Linked DNA regions of Danio rerio: region 2 is linked to region 1. Evidence: chromatin contacts called from public Hi-C data. All regions are on one chromosome and are shown on one strand. Each heading gives the region's core, a stretch centred on a gene start, on an enhancer-like site or on the middle of the called end of the contact. The rest is flanking DNA. Distances are from core to core; before and after follow the strand shown. Region 1 holds the start of pld1b (phospholipase D1b). Region 2 holds the start of nceh1b.2 (neutral cholesterol ester hydrolase 1b, tandem duplicate 2).

Evidence for each region. Hi-C and Micro-C count contacts between places; a contact is called where the count stands out from the background.
Region 2: a Hi-C map of hematopoietic stem cells shows a contact between it and region 1, with 3 times the contacts expected there. The contact joins the promoter of nceh1b.2 here to the promoter of pld1b in region 1. A contact is called at or near these places in 4 of 18 Hi-C or Micro-C datasets (caudal fin, embryo, hematopoietic stem cells and 1 more) and 1 of 4 datasets of contacts at active chromatin or transcription factors (caudal fin).

Annotation. Positions count from the first base shown.
Region 1 is chr24:30,793,134-30,800,824 of GRCz12tu, forward strand. pld1b (phospholipase D1b) reads right to left here and starts at 2,566. Exons shown (of 26, transcript XM_021470348.3): 1 at 2,449-2,566.
Region 2 is chr24:30,948,785-30,956,475 of GRCz12tu, forward strand. nceh1b.2 (neutral cholesterol ester hydrolase 1b, tandem duplicate 2) reads left to right here and starts at 3,924. Exons shown (of 6, transcript XM_073940861.1): 1 at 3,924-4,148; 2 at 5,219-5,450; 3 at 5,535-5,604; 4 at 5,697-5,868; 5 at 7,162-7,691. The coding sequence starts at 4,008. It overlaps fndc3bb (fibronectin type III domain containing 3Bb), which reads right to left and starts at 1,932. Exons shown (of 26, transcript XM_002666672.7): 1 at 1,792-1,932. It also overlaps a transcript of nceh1b.1 not described here.

The sequences.
Region 1 (7,691 bases), core at 1,316-3,815:
AACAAAACCACTGGTTTCAACTTTGCATTGCAACACCCCATTCTCATCTACTGTATGCCTATTTTGTACCATGTGTTGCAATAAAGATGATCACATGAGGAGGGTCTGATTCTACTAAACCATTCCAGAACACACACAACATCAAAAATAAATACAGTGGTGAATTCAACTTCCTGTCCCTCAACAACAAACTGAATAAAAGAAAATTACACATCAACCACAAGCTCTGTTTCCTCTTTCAAGACCAATGCAAATCCATAATGATATTAAAAAACTAATTTCACAAAGGATTGACCATGTAGTGCTCAAAAACACTATAGCAGAGCACAAGCCACCACCACTGCCAAACAAAAAAAGCAACTTGTGCTTAGGTTAACACCACGCAGAAGTGCTCACACATCTTGCTGGGCCCCCTGTGTTTAATAAAGGAGGAGGAAGAGTGATGTCGCTACAGGGGAAGAGGAGGTTTAGCAACTCTTACAAGACTTTTATCATTGTAACGTACAGCTGATATATCACATAGATTAACCACTGCGCTCAGTATAATATGAGTATTATCATATGACAGACCTGTCATATCTGAGAAACCACACCCATAAGATCACAAGTATGGTCTGTGTTTTGTACGTGTACACACACACACACACACACACACACATACACATACATGCAAACTAAATGTATGCTGTTGTCATATGTGGGAGTTAGTGTCATTAGGGTACAAAGGGTAAAGTTGCAACTCCATAAGACAATAGTATGATATGTGTACCAAGCACACATATAATCACACACCTCCCACTAAGTCAACCAGACACTCCCAGTGTGTCCCAAGATCCTTAAGGGGATCGGATTGATGACAGACAACAAAATGACCAATTTTGCAGGGCTATATTGTACAGTTTGATCAAGATAATCAATAAATAAATGTATAGTCTCCTCTGCTAAAGCTAATCAAGCAGCCAATGGGCTATATGCACAGCTAGTGTTTTTCAGCCAACGATTAACGCTTAAGATGACTGTTTTTTAAAACTTATAAGGTTCCTTTTTACAGCATTGATGTTGTAATGTCATTAAAAATATACAGTTAAATAGAGTTAAGCATTCATTTAGTTGTTCAAGCATAAATGCAGATGAAAGACTGTGTAACTGCTAGCACCCTCAGGATCAGCAGGTGAGTGCAGAAACTCCACTGAAAATAATGGGCTAAAATTAATAGTCATATTTTAAAAACATTGCCGGGGCCCGGGGGGAAATGGATTTTAATGCAGTACTTCTTGTCCGGTCTGAGACCCAGTTCATATCGTGTAACTATCAGGCACTGAAGATCGCAGATTTTTAAAGAAATCAAACCTTTAACATGGCAATTTTATAATGGAAAGACAGTTCACCGGAATCGGAAAGACTGGCTGGCTGAAAATTAAAAGTCTGTGTGCATATACCCCATTGTAAACTAAACTTAATTAAGTATATCAGCCATTAATGTTTTGATGAACCTCACAAAATGACTGTTTAGGACAAGTTTAATACAAAATCTAAACAAACAAATTTACAGTTTGACTATGAAAGTACAAAAAAAAGAAAAAATATATCAAAAGAGAGAATTTCTTTGTGTAATCTGGCATGTAATTTATAGGTTTAGTGAGATTTATCCAAAAATGCTCGAATAGTATGCTTAATTGACCAGATTTTTGGAAAACTTGCTTTAAAATCTAGAAAAAGAAATCTGCAAAATCTAGAAAATGAAGCCGAATTTTTAAAAAATCACAGAAAATCCTTAATTGTCACTCTTGTTTGACATTCTGTAAGGAATCTCACTAAACCTGTCACAAATTGTCCAGAACACACATATTCAATTTTTTTTACTATATATCACAAGAAACAGAAATGTATTTAAGTCTAAACATACATATTTGATTTAAAGGCAGTACAAATATATTTGAATTCACGCACACTATGTCAGAAAAGGATGCTACATAGGTCCATTTGTCATATTCTGAAATTCCAATCAAAATATTAGCATAAACACAGCTCAAATCTGTTTGTTAGTATTTGTCACTAAGGTTTAGTATTGTTTGTAACAACAATAAGAATCAGCTCAGTTATTCGAAGTTGCCCTGCAGGTACAGCTGGTTGTTTGCCTTACAAAATCAGTGGGTGTGGACAGTGAAAACATAAATGTATTATTTTAAAGCCATCACACTCGGTTTTTACTCTAGTTAATACAAACAATCCCGTGGTGTAGCATCGTCAGTTGTAATGCAGTCCAGATGCTTGTATGGCTGCCAGCTTCTGCTGCCATGTGTGTCAGATATGTCACTACAACTGCATTAGGACACCACAGGACTGTCACCAGCTGTCATTACTTTCCCGCGTTTGAAAACTTACCCGTCTCACTTTCACCCACAGAAAAAGAGCGTCTGTTAGTCATATAAAGTCACGTAAACATACCTGACGAAGAACTGAAGGCACAGTCGCGCGCGGCGCTGTGAATCCGCTTGTTAACTATAAAGTGAGCACGAGAGCAAATGATCGCGGATCAGCAGCGGGCTCTCGCTTCCTCTTCTGCACTGTTCGACCCGCCCATTTAAATAATGCATGCAACGTCCACACCCGGTGATATGTACAGTGTTAAAAATAACATTTACCGTGTTCATACGAGGAAATCTGCTTGTTTTTCGCTTGGCTTTAAAATGTCAAACTATGTATGCCGTAATTTGGTGTTGTTTATGAAATGTTTTTAAAGACACAGACACTAAAAAATCAGACAAAGCTACTTTACTAACCTTCCAATTGTTCTGTTTGCATTTCTTTCCACTAAACGCTGAAGAAACTATAAATAATGTTGCAAATGGACGTCACTGGCTAAATTTCAAGTATATTTTGACAATACCTTCATCTGTGTCTTAATCAGTGATTCAGTTGAGGTAAGTAGGCCTGGGTAAACTATCCCTTTTTAAGGTGTTTAGTTGCTAAGTGGTGTTGACTATAGTCACTCCCAAATTAACCTAGCCATTAGCATTCCAGTTACTATCCCTTAAGTTTGTTAATTGTGGTTCATTGATGTAGTAGTTAAAGTTGCATTCCATCACTTTTTAAAAAGTAAAATTACCCAAAATCAATGTGAAAACACATTCATGACGTTAAGCTAATTGTTCCAGTGTGGTTGGTAAGTATTTGAATTAGATTTTACGTCACGATTGGTAAAACTTTACTTGTGTATACAATTGTTTAAAAAAGTCTTATAATGTAAATTAAGATAGTATGAACCACCCAGTACCCCCACAGTCCAAAAACATACGGTAATGCGTGGGCCCTTAGAAAAGTCCTAACTTTTGCCCCCCTAGCGGCTCCCCTTATTACAGTCCTCAGAATACTATGAATCCAGACAAACTACTCCGATAACATGCAGGGTTTTTGTTCATGTACTGTAGGAAAACATGCGAGAACAATTCTTATAGTAGAATCATTATTATATACTGCACATTGTCATAAAATACAAGTCATATACTTTTTTAAACAAACAAAAAAAAAAGCAATGACAATGATTCAAAAGCAGTGACTCAAATAACTTATTAATAAAGTCATCTGGAATGGCAAAAAAAAAGTGTTCTTGCAGGACTTATTAAGGTTCTTTGGATTAATCTTCAATGGTTTCTCCTTCATCTTACCCTAGACATGCTCAATAATGTTCATGTCTGGTGACTGGGCTGGCTAATCTTGTAGCACCTTGACCTTTTTTGCTTTCAGGAACTTTGATGTGGAGGCTGAAGTAAGAGAAGGAGCGCTACAGTATCCTGCTGAAGAAATTGCCTCTCCTGTGGTTTGTAATGTAATGGGCAGCACAAATGTCTTGATACCTCAGGCTGTTGATGATGCCATCCACTCTGCAGATCTTTTGCACACCCTCATACTGAATGTAATCCCAAACCATGATTTTTCCTTCACCAAACTTGACTGATTTCTATGAGAATCTTGGCTCCATGCGGGTTCCAATAGGTCTTCTGCAGTATTTGTGATGATTGGGATGCAGTTCAACAGATGATTCAGCAGGAAAATCTACCTTCTGCCACTTTTCCAAATGGTCAACTAGAAGTCAAGTTATTATTTGTTGCTCTTACATGGGATCCACAACAAGACTTCTGTCAGGTAGTGTACATTTCTAATTTAAATTAGTACAAAGAGAAATTTTTACAAATTTTCATTGCTCATGATAACTTCTGAAAGAAAAATCACAGACAGGATGAATTCTTTCTTGTACACATGTTGATGGAGTATATAGACTTCAATTCACGGTATGCCAATCAGGACAAAAATGCAATAAGCTAAATCTGTGCTTCCACGTCAGCCAATAAAATTGCTGTATTTGAGGTCATTTTTGCATACGAGATCCAATGGTGCAGTAGGCTATGCTTGAACATATATAAACATCAAAGTGTTTGTTTATGAAGTACATTGCAATGGTATACTGTCATGTAGGTCACACTTTACATCCACTTCTATAAAAATTGCTGTCTCACTGAACTGTGCATGATGACGTAATCAGTATTCAGCTTTTTGTTTTGTTTTGTTGAAATACTTTTGGTTCTTATCTTCCCTATGAAATATGCTTTAGGCTAGTTACTCATTCATTAACCTGTTCTTTTAATTTTGTAAGTCAAACATCCAAGAGACAGTAAAACAAAGCTTTTCATGCTGTAAGTTCTAGTGTGTGGCAAACCACATAAATGTAACCGCAGTCCTTATCTACAGATCAACTGCAGACACAGCGGAAACTGCTGCATTTGAGCTGTATTTTGAATTATGATCAACATTTTAGCTCATTTATTTGGTTATTTCACACAACTTTTTCCGATTTTTAGATCTCCTGATCCAGTTTCAGCAGTTTTGTGGGCTTTAATTCTTGGTTTTGAGGCTTTATCACTAATCTGGTTTTACTCAGGCACAAAATATTATCTTGCATCATTTACAGGTTTCTTATTTCAAGCTTTAAACTGCATTACTGCCCATTCATGCATGAGAAGACAAGTGTGTTTAGGGTTACCACAAGTTTAATGATACATAAAAGAAGGCATTTTATCTTTAAAGATAATAGCTACTGGAAAATTAAGGCATCTGATAGACGGGGAAAAAACTCCTTACACATAGCTTGAATATTTTTATGAATGTGACTGTCACAGTTGATGTTACAAGATCTGATAAAGTCTGCCTCAAACCACTTCTCAAACAATGAATAATTGGCTATTGTAAAAGGGAGTGGTTGTGACAAAAATAAAACAATTTCCTCAAACATATTTCAGTCCATTTACTGGCTCTTACTGTACTTTTGGCCATTGTGTTTAATTTCACTAAATGTTTGTCTCTAATGATGATAATGCCAAGCATGTCAAGTTTTAAACAGTATGTGTGTAAATTGTATATAGAAATACCAGTACATTTGATCTTTTTTTGTTTGTTCCCATGAGGAAAACGTCTTTTGAATTACATTAAATTACGTATTTTGACAATGTAAAAATGCAATTTGTGTTGCAGGGGTCCGTTTAGGCTGATATAATATTGTGGGTACAGTATAAAATCATTACGTCTGTGAAGTCCTCATAAGGATAGCTATTCAAGTGTGTGTGTAAATGGAGCCTTTATCGACTACCAAACCCAAAGTAACTTGCTGTTTACAATACTTAGGCTACCTTGAAACTAAATTAACTGGAAAAGCAGGAAGGAGCTGTAAAAAGGAAATATTTAGAGGCACGTCTTTGTTCTCTAAAATGACAATGAATTCATTAATTTATTAAATCTCTCTTCCCTGTTTTTGTAATATTACTTACGTTATCAGCTTTCCTCAAAATACTGTGTGTTAATCTGAGAAAATGGCACACTTTGCAAATGCAGAAGTCTAAAACTGGTGTCTGTTAAGTGACGATGCTGCCACCGTGTGGGAAGAATTGAACAATTCATGATCTACACACAACGTACTATTAAAAGTCATGTCATTATTATATGAATACTTATTATAGGTAAATAATGCACTACATTATAATACATATATTATATATTTAAATGAATATTGTTGGTTAAGGTAGCTACTCTTTGTCCTCTTGGCCTGCATAGTTCCCTGAAACACACACCGATGACGTGATCAAGAATATTGTGTAGATATGCAAAAACATGCAGGGTAAAGTCTGGAGATAATCAAACGGATAGGATTTTATTTAATTTTATTTGGAAAAAAAGGTATTTATTATATTTTTAAAAATCAGTAATTATGAATAGCTTTGAGAATGGTGGTCTTAATATGCTGGATTTTTGTAAATTTAATGTCAAAACTAAATAGGGGAAACATTTTCTCAGAAATCCAAACTCAATCTGGAACTTTATTCCAAATTATATATTTTCTAAATTTGTGAGGCTTCATTTTTTTATTACTTTGTAATTATAATGTTGAGAATATACCAGCTAAATGATCTCAATTTTTATAAGATTTTTTTTCTTGTCTGGTCACTATATAACTTCTCTCCTCACAAATATTTTGCTTTGGAATAACAAAAATATTGTATACAAAAACACATCTCTTTTTTCAAAGCTGGTTTGAAGCAAATATTCTGCGTGTTAGTCGATTATTTAAAATGGCCATTTAATAAATTGTAAAGATTTAATATTCACATCCCCCCTAAAGAATTTGCTGTTTTATTTGATGCCATATACCATCTGGAGTTATTATGTTATTCCATGGCATCCCCTATCCTTCTGTTTTTCCTTCTTTAGACCCTTCTACTACAATGATAGAAAAACAATGTTTTTTGCCAACTTATTTAAACAAATCAACATGCTCTTTATTTCTTAATAGAATTGTATCAGGTCCAGATGTAATTTATTTACTGGAACTCTTTTGTTCATGATATTGTTAGGAAAACAAAATATGGCTCATCCCCAAATAGCAACTTATTTACAAATAAGATAACAGAAGTTTCGTTTAGAATTATTCATCATATACATTGAAAACGAAAAAGATATTGACACTAATTGTTCTTTTTGTAATAACAGTGCCCCTCCAGGAACCGGTTGGGGTAAGGTTGATATACAGAGTGTCACAATAATCATTTTAGCCCAGTCTAAAATGTACTCCTGATATACTTAAACAAATCTTTTCCGAGAGCACCTGAACCCCTGTGAATAAAACCAAGACTCTTCTTCTCTCCCCATTTCACCACACACAAACCCCAAAATACAAAAAAATCTAAAAACTAAGAACTCACTCAGGTGAGTGGACTTAATTGTTTTGCTATCACAAAAATATTATTAACCAAATGTGGGAAAACAAAAAGCAGCTGCCAAACAGCTTTTAGCACTCTGGACAACAGCAGCTTGTTTACTCAAGCAAAGCATGAAGATTTATTATTTTTAAGTGACATATTTTCCATCAGATGGGTGTGTTCACACCACCAGATGGCATAAAGCCAACAAATACGACCCATCAGCTTTTAACCCAGCTGCTGAAAGTAACCAGTCTCCCAAGATTTACAAAAGAATTGCAGTAAAAACTAAAGGTTGCAGTCTCACAAAATGCATAACTAAACGACAAAATGTGCATTTCACAATCAGCACAATTAATGAATGACTGTTGTGCGCATGCGCGTTGCAGATTATTGTACCCCCTGCGCGCAGCTCGAGGCGCATCATTGACAGGTTACACGCGT
Region 2 (7,691 bases), core at 2,674-5,173, 160 kb after region 1:
CTGAAAAATCTCTGTTTGAAGTTGTATCTAGCTCTTCCCCTTAGCATCCCTCCTTCAAGCTAAAGATAATTGGGATTGGGTAAGGAGAAGGGCTAAGGGGTAGAATTGGGATTGGGCCTACGTATTTGTATACATGTACATTACTGTAACATGTTTTATTCAAGAACATTTGAGCTGGTTTCAGTTCTTAGTTCTTTCATTTTCATTTTATTTAAAAAAAATTTTATCATCAAGTTATGTTAATTAAATCCAATTTTGTTATTTAACCTATTATTTTTATACAACAATCAAGTTGCATGTTAATTTGATATGCGAAGAAAACGATTTGATTTATTTTCGGTATGCTGATGTATGTGATATCATTAATATACATCTAATCACCTTGCAATTTTGAAATTATTGCTTTTTTTGCTTCAAGTAGGCTATTTAGTTCATGAGATCAGTTTTTAAATAAAATCAGTTGTTTACTGCATAAAAATATAACATTTTGTAATATTTATATTTATCGGTTAATATATCCGTTATCGGACTCCAAATCTTAAGGGTTATCGGTAGGGCCAGAGAGAATCTGCTGATATTTTTTGCTATTTCTGTGCAGAATTTTGTAATTAATCTGTGGAATTATGCAGAATGATTTTGGGAGTTTCGTAACTAAAAAATATATTCAAAAACTAAATAAACATAAATGTACACATGCCGATTCTGTGCGGCCCTAGTTATCGGTTACCGATATCAGCCAAAAAAATCCATATTGTGCATCCCTAACTAGTATTTAATGAATAAGCATAGTTTTAACTAAAAAATATGTTGTAGAAATGAAAATAAGTTTTATAAAATGGCCTGAAAGCGAGCTTATAAACAGCAAAGTTATTATTGTGTAAAACTACCCATATAAAACTGTTCATTCAAAGCAGTTGAATGAATTATAGAAAGGATTAAACTCCAAGAACGCTTATCCACAATGCAAGTTGGCATAGTTTCTCGCTTAAGAATGGTATGCAAACAGCTTTGATGATGATGATGATTACAGTAACAATGTAAACGGAACTGAATTTTATTTGTACAATAAACAACGTCACACCTTTTGCAGTGATGTAACAGCGCAGACATTGCGAAATTAAATTATTCGCGTGACGCTTTAAAAGCAAACAACTTCTTGGAATTGACGTGTCACTTTCCATCAGTCTTTGGCATCTTAACAAAACGTCTGAGCCTCGTATAAAATGTTTCACAATTACATGAATTTGAACGCAGAGTGATTATATTATACAAACAGACCCTGTTACAAAAAAAAAAGTTTCGTAATGAATAGGCTATCGAATTCCAGAAGTTTCCAGGAAAGATGCAGCAAAAGCCCTCTCTATTAACTCTTATTAAAAATAGGCTACTTTTTAATAAAAATGTATTTGTTTCTGATTACAAATGGTTTTATCACCTAGCAAAAGAACACATGATGTAGCTTGCCTATACATCAAATGTTGTTTCCTTGCAAAAGAACACAAGATGCTACATATTTGCAACTGCAGCAGTGCTTGTTAAAAGTACATCTGTCATAGAAAACACATGTAAATATGAAGCAGTCAGCTCAAGATACAATTTTAAGGTTTAAAACTCAAAGTTTCGTATAGGTTTCGTTTCGTTTCCATTGGGTTCAGGACTTCCCTTTCCCATCAGAGGCTCAACCGGCTCGAGACTTTTCTGCAACTTGAAACTTTGAGAAACAGTTTCTCTAAGCGCTTTGTAAAAATACCTTAAAGTCTTAATACATTTAAAGAAAACACGCCAACTTACCTCAGATTTAGTAAATCTTGCGTGGTAACACTTTAGTCCCGAAATAGAAAGCGTGTCATTCCGTTGCTGCGAAATCCACGGTGGACCAGAGAGGAGCAGTGTGGAATTCCGCCATGTCAATTATGTGGAAGCGCACATGGGGGTGTAGAAGCTTACCGTAAAACACCTAATACACTCCCGGAGCTTTCCTACACAGACCACTCACTCTTGTTGGGATAGACAACTCGACAAGAATATTTCTACACTTTTTATTTTATTTTTGTAGATTCAATAAAAAAAAATATAGGCCCATGATTTAACAACTTTTATCTTAACTATATAACTACACATATGAAAAAATACTGAAGTAGTTAATGGTAAATATAGTATTTTGTACTGGGTTGCAGCTGGTAGTGCATCCGCTGCGTAAAACATATGCTAGATAGATCATCAAGGTTATCTATCTATCTATCTATCTATCTATCTATCTATCTATCTATCTATCTATCTATCTATCTATCTATCTATCTATCTATCTATCCATCCATCCATCCATCCATCCATCCATCCATCCATCCATCCATCCATCCATCCATCCATCCATCTATCTATCTATCTATCTATCTATCTATCTATCTATCTATCTATCTATCTATCTATCTATCTATCTATCCATCCATACATCCATTTATCTATCTATCTATCTATCTATCTATCTATCTATCTATCTATCTATCTATCTATCTATCTATCTATCTATCTATCTATCTATCTATCTATCTATCCATCTATCCATCTATGTATCTATCTATCTATCTATCTATCTATCTATCTATCTATCTATCTATCTATCTATCTATCCATCCATCCATCCATCCATATATCTATCTATCTATCTATCTATCTATCTATCTATCTATCTATCTATCTATCTATCTATCTATCTATCTATCTATCTATCTATCTATCCATCTATCCATCTATCTATCTATCTATCTATCTATCTATCTATCTATCCATCCATACATCCATTTATCTATCTATCTATCTATCTATCTATCTATCTATCTATCTATCTATCTATCTATCTATCATCTATCTATCTATCTATCTATCTATCTATCTATCTATCTATCTATCTATCTATCTATCTATCATCTATCTATCTATCTATCTATCTATCTATCTATCTATCTATCTATCTATTATCCATCCATCCATCCATCTATCTATCCATCTGTCTATCAAATTACAAGCATGCAACCCATGCAAAAATTCATTACTGGTCTAAAATCATGTGCTCCCCCCCACAAACATATTAAGTTCCTTTTTTGTGTTCCACATCCTTAAACAGGATGCACAAGAAGATTTCACACTTCCATTATGTCCCATGACTAAATGCAAATCTATTAATATTGTATTATACATGTGAATGGCATTGCAAATTAATCATAGCCTAATTGAAAAAGGTTTTGAAAGACTTGCCTAATTTGTGAGCAAAAATGATTCTTAAATCTTTTGGTTTTGCTTAAATGCTGTTTAATTAATTACTTTAAAAAAGTTTTATACAGAAGTAGAATCTGTTGCTAAAGGGTGGCAATTTCATAAAGCTAGGCTAACAGCGCCACTTTGTGGTAATTTGCAGCAATTGCAGCTCATATTTAAAATACATATAAAGGGATCAAACAATGTAAGAGTGCTTTATCAAACCAGGATATTAACAACCACTTCAGAAGGAGCATCAGCACGACGACTAATATTACACACATCTTTATAACTGCAATTATAATAGTAGTAATAGCGGTTGTGATAAACGCAGTAAAATACTATAAATCCTGCTGATTTCATAGTGGAACTAACAGATGTCTGATATACAGTACATTCCAAAGTGACGTATGTAAACAACTGTAAACAAATGTTACATGACAGAACATTTCAAAATAAAAGTCAGTCTAACTGCAGAAAACAAAACCGAAAACATAAAATCCATTTTAGATGTCATTTACTTAAAATTCTAAATAATAAATATTAAATTGATTCAAAATCAACAAATAATATCAAGTGCGTTTAAAAAACGAAGCTTCGGTGTTCTCACACTGGAGGACTTTTAATGTAAATTTCGCTGTGATTTCAAAACCACTGCTCCAGGGTTCAGATGAGGTATTACAACATCATCCAGTCAGTCACTATGTCAACTCTGAGACCGGTGTAATTCTATGAGTTTCTAAACCATCACTATGATGCGGTCCATTCTGATCGTGGCGATTTTACTATCCATAGCAGCTGCTTATTATATTTATCTGCCTCTTCCCAGCACTATATCAGAGCCATGGAAACTCATGTTTATGGATGCAATATTGCGTGGTGTAATGCATGTGGTAAGACTTTCCTTATATATGTTATATACATTTTACATTAAGACATACTTCAAGTCAATGTGGATATATTATTTAAATAAAAGAGGGGTATAGCTGTGATAAAATAGATATTATACTCTTACATAAATAATGATTTGTTGTACATTTTGTGTCATAGAAATTCAATCTTAATACTTTTTTGTTCATAGACAAATTATATATATATATATATATATATATATATATATTTATATTATATATATTTATATTTATATATATATATATATTATTATTATTATTATGTTTCTTGAAAATGGTAGATTTTCTGTGATTCAAGTTTAATTTGAATTGTTGACCTCTTATGAGACCTTACAAAATTATCCAACATTTTATGTTTAAAAATGAACTAATGAAATATTATAAATATATTTTATGACAATATCTTTGGTAACAAATAAAAACACTCAAATTTAGTAAAAAAAAAAAACAATTATTTACCATATTTTTTATTTTAAATAATTGAATTATCATTTAAATTAAAAAAAAGGAAAAATATATTATTTGTTATATATATAAATTATTATAAATTTAAAAATATCTAATAAAATGCAATCTTAACAATGATTTTTAAATAAAAGTGTACTATTTGTCTTCTCACCATATTTAATTTTACTATAAGAAACTAAACATTTTAAATCAGAGATTACATCTAAAATGCAACAATAAAAAATGTAAATTAAATTTAACATATTTGTTTAAAAATAAGAAAATAACATTTTTTTATTTGTCTTTTTACCATATTATACCACATTACCTTGTTACGCCATTTACCAAATGTAATATTTGGCTCAAAAAGTTTACATTTTAAATATTGACAACTTTTTTGAATTGCTGACAACTTAAATAAAGTTAAAATATACATTATTTGATTATGTAATGCTAAAAACATTACTAATTCAAACTGTCATGATCTCATTTAACCCTTCCCCATGATGACCCTTCAGAACTAAGGGAATTTTCACAATCTTAAAGGGATTTGCTGACTCTTAAAGTGTGTTTATCAATCCCTCTTTAATTATTATTTCTCATAGAGCTTTTTCGCTCACAATCTTGGCCTGAGTCAACCTTTCGATGTTGCAAAGTACGCTGCGTCATGGGATGAAATAAAGGCTCCACAGTCCAGCCAAACCATCCGGGTCACAGAAACATATTTTGAAGGAGTTCAGGCGCAAGTGTTTGAATCCACACAAGCAGACCAGGAGCCATATTTAAAAAGAGGAATCATCTATTTTCATGGAGGCGGATGGACATTAGGCAGTGGAAGTATGTAAATATTCATATAAACAATGTTTAGTTTGAATATACTGGATTTTTTTGCAATATATTTCCTTTTTTATCATTCCCAAGAGATGCAGACTTATTACCTTCAGTGCTGGTCTATGGCTGAACAGCTGGATGCTGTTGTAATATCAATTGAGTAAGTACAGTATGTTGACTAATGTATTATTTTACTTAATAGACTTAATTGCATTCATTATGAGTCGTCATTTGTGTAATTTGTGTGTTCAGGTACAGGCTGACGCCGGAGGCACGTTTCCCAGATCAGTACAATGAAGCCGTTCAGGCCTCAAAACACATATTGACGGCTGAGGTTTTGAGGCGGTATTTTATAGACCCAAAACGAGTGGCTGTGTCAGGTGACAGCGCCGGAGCCAATCTAGCTGCCGCTGTGGCGCAACAGGTAAATCTTTAAAAAAAATGTCACAACCTGGAACATATTTGATGAATGAAATCTAATGCTTACAGTAGTTCTTAGAAATAAATGGAGTTGTAACGTCTTGTATTATTAATGATGCCTCTTTTTACAAGATGTAAAATAAGCATTTGATAACAACCAAAGAAATACAACGGCAAAAAGATGGCAGCCTAAATATGCCTGCATTTTTTCACAGACTTCAACTGTGTAAAAATCTTGATGGTCCTGTGGGTTTTGTCTATCCAAACTGATGTTTATTCTGTATTTTCTATTGGATTCAGGTCAGGTGATTGGCTAGGCCATTCTACAGCTTAATTTTTATCCTCAGAAAGCACTTTAAAGTTTCCTTGGCTTTGTTTGGGATCATTGTTTGGCTGAAATGTCCACTCTAATTTCATCTTCATCATCCTGCTAATGTAGATGTTGGACTGAAGCAGCTAATATTCATTTACAATGAGGAGGGGCAGAGGGTTGCTAAAAAAACTACTGAGAGATTTCAACTGCTGTCTGGGCTTTCGCTGCCTTTTCACCTCCCTTTCTTCATGTGTTCAATACTTCTTTCCCATGCTATTTCATTTTTTAACGCGTAACTTAATGTTAACTAATTTAATTTGTTTTCTTTTTATATATGTCTTTATTTGGTTGTTTCCATCATCCAGTGAAAATTTCTTGTCAATGCCACCTTTAGAAATGTTTTCTGAAAAAAATGGTGATGTGTTCAATACCCAACTGTATATAGTACTTCTTCTTGTAAATGATGTACGAATATGAACACATATTATTTTGTAAAATAAATAAATAAATAATTCTCATAATCTTAAATTAAATTCCATAACCTTGCCTCCCCCCTGGAAATGCACAAAAGGAAGTGGTTCATGCAAATATGATATGAATGTAACATTTCATCATCATTGGCCATCTGAAAACATTCTGAGGGTGATCCCGACAGACAGTAATCCACCCAAACTGAGTGCAAACTGGCATTCAAATCTTCCTTGTTTTGTTAGCAACACCCATCTTTAACAAACATATCAGTTCCCAAAGGATGAAATCATGCACCGGCCTACATTTTACAGAAACTCAAGTGAATATACGTCATGATCTGGGAAAAACAGACGGATCATTTAGTCTTCAACTGTTAACCTCAACGTAAGAAATGTTGACACTTTTTTAACTCCAAGTAACCGCCTAACATTTATTTTTTCAAGTTGCAGGGATGCTTTCATTATTGGCAAAAAGGGGAATTAATAATCTAGTCTTTTGTCTATTTTCTCACAGATGGCTTTGGACCACAGTGCTTCTATTAAGTTCAAAGTCCAAGCTCTTCTGTACCCTGTGCTTCAGGCTCTAGACTTCAACACCCCGTCATACCAGCAGAACGGCAACATTCCCATCCTGCACCGTCCTCTCATGGCCCGCTTTTGGCTGGAGTATCTAAACGGGGATCCAAGACTTGTTATGTCTTTACTGGCAAACAACCACACAGTTCAGAGCCAGGAGACAGAAGCAGCCAGGGCTAAGATCGACTGGACACGGCTTCTTCCGGTGGCCTTTCAGAAGAGCTATAAACCTGTGTTTCCTCTCGACGGGGACCCGAAGCTCCTGGAGATGCTGCCAGGCCTGCTGGATGTGAGAGCGGCTCCTTTACTGGCCGAAAGTGAAGTGCTGAAGGCCGTTCCTCCTGCTTATATTATGACCTGCGAACATGACGTGCTGAGAGATGATGGGCTGATGTACGCCACACGACTGCAGCAAGCCGGGGTTCCAGTCACCCTCGACCACTATGAAGACGGCTTTCACGGCTGCCT